Regions from separate parts of the Sus scrofa genome. Here region 2 is linked to region 1. A link is a contact called in public HiChIP or PLAC-seq data. All regions are on one chromosome and are shown on one strand. Each heading gives the region's core, a stretch centred on a gene start, on an enhancer-like site or on the middle of the called end of the contact. The rest is flanking DNA. Distances are from core to core; before and after follow the strand shown. Region 1 has its middle 260 kb from the start of DUSP4. Region 2 has its middle 180 kb from the start of DUSP4.

Region 1 (3,977 bases), core at 564-3,063:
GATGAAACCATGTTTCACAAATGAGGGCAAAGATATAGACATTTTCAGAAACAAAGTGGAAAAAAGTTTGCCATCAGCAGTATCTCTCTAAAGAAAACACCATTGGAGGAACTTCAAGGGTAAAAGAAAGTGATCTTAATGGGAAGGTTTAAGATGCAAGAGGAATTAAATAAACAGACTTTTTTTTTTCCCAGAAGAAATGTGGCCAATAAATGTCTAAGATATTCAGCATCACTAGCCATGAGGGAAATAAATAATCAAGATCACAATGAAGCATCCAACTATCAAAAATTAAAAAGTATTGTACAATAACAAGTGTCAGAAGAGATATGAAGCCACAGGCTTTCTTTCACATTGTTGATGGGACTGTCTAATTGGAAAACTGGCATTATCCCTTAAATTGAATATTAACAATTATTATCCAACAATGCATCCTTGGCTTATATTGAGAAATTCTTGCACACATATAGGAGACATGTATAAACAATGCTCATAGCAACATGACTTAGCAAAAACATGAAAACAATCCCGAAGGCCATCAATAGGGGAAGAGATGAGTAAACAGTAACATAGTCAGGAAAACAGATATTATGGAGCAGTCAAAACCAATGAACTACAGTAATATACAACTAAGTTAAAAGTTAAGTTTCAAAAGACTCCACACAGAATGACATTCTTTTATCAACACAGTTATGGCTTGCTTATAAGTGAGAAAAACTTGAAGCAATCATATGCATTCTTTCTGAGGAGAATTTGGCTCCGCATCTTTTGATAGGGAGAGCAAGGGATGATGTTAACTTTATTTCAGACTATGGGGAAAAGGTGTGTGTGTGTGTAGATGCTTAATAATCCAAGCATGAATGTTCAGTACCTGGATAGTTATATATGATTGAGCTGGTATATTGGATGCTGTAAGTTACCACTCCAAATCCCCTTCAGGGTCAAGGCACTTATGTCCCCAGCTTCCACAAATGTGGGATGCTAATGGCTTACAAGTGAGTCCCTTTCCAAGAACTGTCCTGTGCCAAAGATTGTGCACCCCCGACCCCCATCCCCACCTCCCTGGGGATCAAAATGTGGGAGTCAAAGGGCCAGCCCTCTGGCTTCAATGTAGGATGCCTCAAGGGCCATTCCAGTTTCAGAGACCCTTATGGCATTAGCTGAGGCCCTTTATTCAATAGCATTGCATTTCAACTTCTCCCTCTGACCAGTACTGCTTCCTTCATCCTCTTACAGGTGTTGCTGAGAGCTCTCCTACTGCCTTAATACCCTATTGCTCTAACACCAACTGTGTGTTCTGCTAAGCCCCTGGAGATCCCAACAGGTAAGGGAAAAGTCTTCCATGTGACTCCCCTCAGCACACAAGTCTCCCCACAGCTAGAAGTCTTGGGAGTCTCCAAGCCACTAGCACTTCTGATCAGCTGACTAAAAATTCCCATGACCCCTTCAGGTCTGACAGCTTACTAGAATGACTCGCCAAACTCAGGAAATTACTCTACTTAACATTACAGTTTCATTGTTAAAGATACACACAAGTAGGACCAGCCAAATAAAGAGATGCATAGGATGAGGTCTGGGAGGGAAGACAGAGTTTCTATGCCCTCTTCTCATGAAATCAAGGTGAGTCACACTCCTGGCACATGGATGTCTGACTTATGATGTACAATGACCAGCCCAGCTTGGTCCAAAGTTTTTAGGAAGTTTCCTTATATAGATGAGATTGACTAAATCATTGGGCACGTGATTAAACTCACTCTTCAGCCCCACTCCCTTGCTGGAGGTCTGGCTGGCTCAAAACTTCACCTCTCTATTCACGTGGTTGGTCTTTCTGGTAACCAGCCCTCATCTCAAAGCTATCTAGGGGCCCACCCTGAGTCACCTCGTTAGCATAGCAAAGACACTCCTATCACTCCGGAAATTCCAAGGGTTTTTGAAGCTCTATGCCTGGAACCTGAGACAAAGACTAGACAAATTTATACAACAACTCCCTAAAGACATTCCTGCACACAAATCTCTGTTTCCAGGAAACCTGACCTAAGACAGTTTTTGCCAGTTGTGGTTCTAGGAAATGCAAGTGCTTTTTTAGTCCCTGATAGGCCATATTCTTTGGAGAGACAGGGAACCTGAGGGCTCAGCCTTCACTGGGTTAGGCTGCACCCACACAACCTGGGTTAGTACCTGTGTGCCTTCTCACCAGGCTCAATGCTGGCAGCCAGATAACAGTGTTCTAGCTTGAGGGTGCTTGTATATAAAACAGTTCTTAGACCTGGGATGGTTCTGAGCTGATTAGTTTTAGCTACTAACTATAATGGGAAGGACTACTGGGCTTTTATCCCTGTCACATTCTATCCCTGCAGCAACCGAAAGGAGATGCGAGGCTTATAAAGGATTTGAGGCAGGACTTGTGGTGGGAGTTTGTGGCAGGAATTTGTGGTAGGAACAATAAAAAGAAGGAGGGGAAAGTTACACAATTCAGGAAGGGGTAGGAGTCAAGTCCCAAGACAGAGGGAAGTTAATCTTTGTAGGTGGTTTATCTATGCAGGCAGTTGTTTTCCACAGGCCATTGTTTCTCACTGCCCATGGCTGGGGGGGAGGGGGTTCTGTCATCATCCTTCAGGGAACCTATCTGGTAACAGAAGAAGGAGGAGGAGAAAAAGAAGGAGGTGGTGAGGTAGTTTCTAATTCCCCCTCATAAGCAGTCACTTATCTGAGGGTTTCTGGGAGTCATGTACATTCCATTTTGGTACATGACCTTGTTCTGTAGTCCAGGTACCACTACATGTTCATTACTCTCTACTCCAGCTTTCCAAGCTGCCAAATTCTTCCCCAAAGAATCTTTGCCACCTGGGGCACTCAACTCACACTCTGCCCAGATGTCTCAGACATTTCAGCCTCAACATTTCCCCCCCAAAGATTAAATCTTCTCCACAAACATGTTCTTCTCTTTTCTCTACCATCGTCTAAGAATCCGCCATTGCCATGAACTGCGGTGTAGGTCACAGACGCAGCTCAGATCTGGTGTTGCTGTGGCTCTGGTGTAGGCCAGCGGCTACAGCTCCGATTGGACCCCAAGCCTGGGAACCTCCATATGCTGTGAGTGCAGCCCTAAGAAGCAAAAAAAGAGAGACGTCTCTGCAGTATTTTCTCACTTTCCTGTCCAACACCATCTCTTCTTTCTTCTAAGAACTGCCCTTCCTCCAACTCCATAAATAAAGCCTGCTCCCCACCCTCTAACCTCTCAGGAACTGCCAATTTCTCCTTTGGTCTCTCACTCAGACTACAGTTCACTGGTTCATACTGCGAATATTTTCTTATAGTTTTAGACTCAGGCTCAAAGTATTTAAACGACTTCTCTATGGCTGGAGATGTAATACTTAAAACTTAGTAGATCTAGTGGGTAGGCATCTTGCCCTGAAAAATGGATCAGCTGATGCAGCCCAACAGAAAGGGAAAAAGGAAGAAGAAAGAAGTGAGCACATTGAGATGACACAGAGCAGGACCCTGTAGGACCCTCCTGGGCATAAAAGCCTTTCCCTGTCCCCAGTTCCTGATTTATAGGAAAATGTTTTCAGCCTCCAAGACCTTCCCTGAGTTCCAAAAGGCAGATTCAGTTACTAATTAGGGGAATGAGGGATTTAAGAAAAAAAACAATAGTGCAGTGATGGGGGGATGTGTGTAACAGTCTGATACACTTCTGAGTTGGACAGAACAAAGGCCTCCATCCTGATGCAGGACAGTAACTTCAGGCTGACCACAAGTACATGGACCCAGACTGGTTGGAACCAGAAAGCTGATGATTGAAATTCCTGGAACAACTTCTTTGTTACCTCCCCACCAACCAGTCAGAGGAAGGTCACACACACTGCAGCCCCTCCCCAAATTTTGCCTATAAAAACTCTTTCCCCCAAACCATTGGGAGTTCTGGCTTTTCTGAGCCTGAGCTGTCCATTCTCCTTGCCTGACCCACCAATAAACCT
Region 2 (3,818 bases), core at 304-2,803, 84 kb before region 1:
TTACTCCTGGACAGGTCACACCAGAGCTCTGGTGGCCTTTATACCTCTCATGTGACTGTGACTCCTGCATCATCTTTATGTAATTTTGTGGGGCCATGCCAACATAGAAGGCTGTGTTAGACTGTTCTCCCTTAGTTATGGATCTTCTTAACACTACCCACTGTGGGAACACACACAAGGCATCATGGGACAGAGACCACTGGGACGTTCTGGGTGTTGTGAAGGGGGCTGGGGGAGTACACAGAAGGACCCTCATCCCGTCCCATATCCTCAGGGGTCAGTCAGGCTGCCACATCCTCCTTGTCTTGGCTTGTCCCAGTCACCCCCCCACACAACATGGACCCCTCCCTTCCTCTCCCAGGCCCTCCCCAGGCACTCATCCTACACCAGACTCTCTCCTTCTCCACTAAGGCTTTGGCTGTGGCTCCCTCATTCTGAGGGGGTATGAGTCTCCCCCCCCCACAACAAAAGCTTCCCCTCTGCTCCTCACTCCAGCCCCACCAGACTTTAGGGGCATGAGGGGGTTGGAGGGGCTGGAGCCAAGGTAACAGCAGGTGAGTCATCTCCCCAGGTGGAGGTGGGGAGAGAAGCATGGGTGGATGTGCTGGTAGGAGAAAAATGACATTCAAGCAAAGAGTACAGCTGAATCAAGCATTAGTCAGTGAACCCAGGGGAGAAGGACACCCTCTCTGAGAGGGGAGCGTGTGAAGGGGGTGGCGGAGGTTTGCACAGGGAGGAGGTCTGAGAGAACAGTGGGACCTATTGCCTCCGGGGGCCATTTATTACATATAGTCTTGGGGTAAACTCTGGGGCATTTAGAGTCCTGGAAGATCATCCATCTGCATGAGTGAGGGCCTATTATGTGGGTGACTCCGTGTGCACTACCCTATGGCCACTTTCTGGTACTGTTGCCTTTGAAAAGAATTCATGGGAAGAGGCTCGGATCTGCAGCTGGGGAGGGGAGTAGTATTAGCCTTTATGATCTAAGGAGCATCTGTTTTTCTGGAACCTTTTTCAAAAAGAGTGTAAGTGCTCTCTGTGTCTAAAATGGGCTGGGCCAGTCTGAAGGATGAAGTCGCACCAATGGCTCTGGTACGGCCCTTGAGCATCTGCGGAAGCTCAGAGTGGAATTGGAGGCCTCTCAGTTTGTCATGTGAGGACAGGAGGACATCATCCTGAGGGGCCAAGGTTGCAGTCCTCACAAGAAAGTTGTGGTGAGTTAGCGCTCCTCTATTCCCTTGAATCCCCTTTTGCTGCTTTTGCAAGACACTTGGTTTCTCGCCTCATTACCTTCTTCCCCCAGACTGGCTCCCTCAGTCTGGCACTGACCATCCACATTTTGGTCATATGTACTGTCCCTCTCTGGTCTCTGAGGTCACAGACCCTGAATCACCCCTGGATTTAGTAAACTCACTGAGCTCATTTCCTAAAAGCCCTGCCTCTTCCCAATTCCATCTCTCTTTTGTCAGCCTCCCTTCTTCTGCATTCTACTGCCCTCAGACAGCTCTGGGCCTTCACAGCATCACATCTGCTCTCCATGCTGTGGGTTTGCAGCCGGCATCCCCAAGTGGTGCCTGAATGATGAAATACTGGATGGGGACAAGACTTTGCCACTGGACATGTGGCAAAGTCTGCTACCCATGCACCAAAAACCCACTTTCTCTCCCCTGGGAACTTGGCTGGCACACACGTACAAGCCTCCCACGTATTTAAATGTTGCAAATCACTGAATTCTAGGCAGAGGAATAAGAGTAAGATGACCAACACTCTAAAAAGAGAAGCAGCTAGGCGTTCCCATTGTGGCTCAGTGGGTTAAGAGCCTGACATAGTGTCCATGAGAATATGGGTTCGATCCCTGGCCTCGATCAGTGGTTTAAGGATCCGGCATTGCCATGAGCTGTGGTGTAGGTCGCAGATGAGGCTTGGATCTGGTGTGGCTGTGGCTGTGGTTTAGGCCGGCAGCTGCAGCTCTGATACAACCCCTAGCCTGGGAAATTCCATATTCCGTGGGTGCGGCCCTAAAAAGACAAAAAAAAAAAAAAAAAAAAAAAAAAAAAGAAGAAGAAAAAAAAAAAAAAAAAAAAAAAAAAAAAAAAAGAAGAAGAAGAAGAAGAAGAGAAAGAGGAGAACCAGTTAGAAGGAGACAACAAGAAGTCTTAGTTGATAGCAGTATTGGGAATGCCACGGGGCTGGGTCCCTGAATTACTGTGAGGAGGAAAGTCAAGACCAATGAGGTTGAACTTCTCTCTACATTAGCAAGACACAAGCTTGTGAAAGTATCTGGGTCAACAAAACCCATTTCAAGTCCCAAGCCCTTTACCTGATTTTTAGGGTCTCCCTTAGATGTCCCTTTCCGTATCTGGCTTCATTTCCCACTGCTGCCACCCCTGCCCTCTCTGCTCTGGTCATCATGGTCCCTGGCCGCCCTCAGCACACCCACTCCTGCCTGCCTGCCCGGGGCCTGCCGCTCCTCCTGCCCTCTGCCTCCTTCCCTTGGCTGACCTCACTCTCTAGTTCTTCTAGGAAGAGCCTTGGATCATCCCACACTCAGCTCTCCCTTCCCTGAACGAATAGGCTGGTCTTTGCTTCACAGGTGCCAGGTTTCCTTTCATAGGCAAGAACTGTCTTGGTGTTTACACCTCAGTGTTGGGTATAGAATAGGTGTTAAATGCATTTTTTGTGAATTGATTGTAGTCTAGGGTCCTCAGACTTTATTCCTCGACATGAATAACGTGAACCTCTGCAGCCATAAGGCCTTGGAGAACTCCCCTACTCAGGGGGAGGAGGATAGAGTGGGCAGAACTCGGCATCTCCTTGAAAAGCACTGCTTTAGACTGAAAAGAGATAGGTCTCAAGTAGGAAGCGACTCAGATATTGCCAACCAGCCCGTCTGGCTCTCCTTTCTTTAAAGTGGACTTGGCACAGGCATCTGCTTCATAGACTTGCTGTGAGAATTAAATAAATAGTACGTAGGAAGCATTGGGAATCTGACAGGTTGTAATTGCTGTCCTTGCTGTGACTATTGTCCCCCAGAGGGGTGACACTCCTGGGGATGGCTAGGTCAGTCATGAAAAATAAGATGTTACCTTTATTTTGCACGTCTGAGCGCAGTGTGAAAATAAATCACTCCCATGACACTTCATAACAACACAATTTGAGTAGAGATTTGTTGCTTACAAAGCCCTTTCAAATATCATCTCCTCGAATCCTCGCAACAGTGCCACACAGGGGAGGTCATTTCTCCCCTTATTGTACAGATCTGGAAACTAAAACTCAGCGAATTTGACAGGCTTACCCAAGGCCAGACTTCTAGCAAATGCTGGAGCCAGCTGGAAATCCAGGAGTCCGGACTCCAAACCCCCTTTTCTTTGAACCCTATCACTCCTGGAAGTGGGCCTCCTGCCACCGGAGAGGGCAGGACCCCCCACCTACTCCTCGATCACGAGACTTCCCGCCGACAAGGAGGCTTTTGTTGAGTGGGGCCAGGGTGCTGAGAAAGGAGCTGGATTACAGAGGGTCCTAAACATAAGGGCCTTGAAAGAACAGAGTCGACGGCTAACTTAATAAGTGCTGGGTTCAGTTGTATGGCAACTCTGCCTGTGCACAATGCATCTCCATGATCCTGCGGTCTTCCCCAGGGTGAGCCATCTGCAGTCTTACAGACAAGCGTCTCAGACGCAGAGGGGCCAGGTGGCCTTCCGAAGGTCACACGGTATCAGAGGTGACTCACATATGAGGAACCACCCTGGCATCCGAAGGTGGAAGTGGCTGGTGGAGGTGGTTGACGCAGCGAACAAAGGAAATGGAGTCAGACACGT

Evidence for each region. HiChIP or PLAC-seq counts read pairs in DNA pulled down with a chosen protein or histone mark.
Region 2: an H3K27ac HiChIP or PLAC-seq map of alveolar macrophages shows a contact between it and region 1. The contact joins two enhancer-like sites. A contact is called at or near these places in 1 of 47 Hi-C or Micro-C datasets (embryonic fibroblasts) and 1 of 2 datasets of contacts at active chromatin or transcription factors (alveolar macrophages).

The regions. Positions count from the first base shown.
Region 1 is chr15:55,227,792-55,231,768 of Sscrofa11.1, reverse strand. No RefSeq gene overlaps it. Among named protein-coding and RNA genes, the nearest start is that of DUSP4, 260 kb to the left of the region's middle. Within about 2 kb of position 1,813, at least 13 of the 83 cell types and tissues checked have an H3K27ac peak or open chromatin away from gene starts, as enhancers often do. A contact at or near this core is called in alveolar macrophages, where this site is marked.
Region 2 is chr15:55,311,821-55,315,638 of Sscrofa11.1, reverse strand. No RefSeq gene overlaps it. Among named protein-coding and RNA genes, the nearest start is that of DUSP4, 180 kb to the left of the region's middle. Within about 2 kb of position 1,553, at least 5 of the 83 cell types and tissues checked have an H3K27ac peak or open chromatin away from gene starts, as enhancers often do. A contact at or near this core is called in alveolar macrophages, where this site is marked.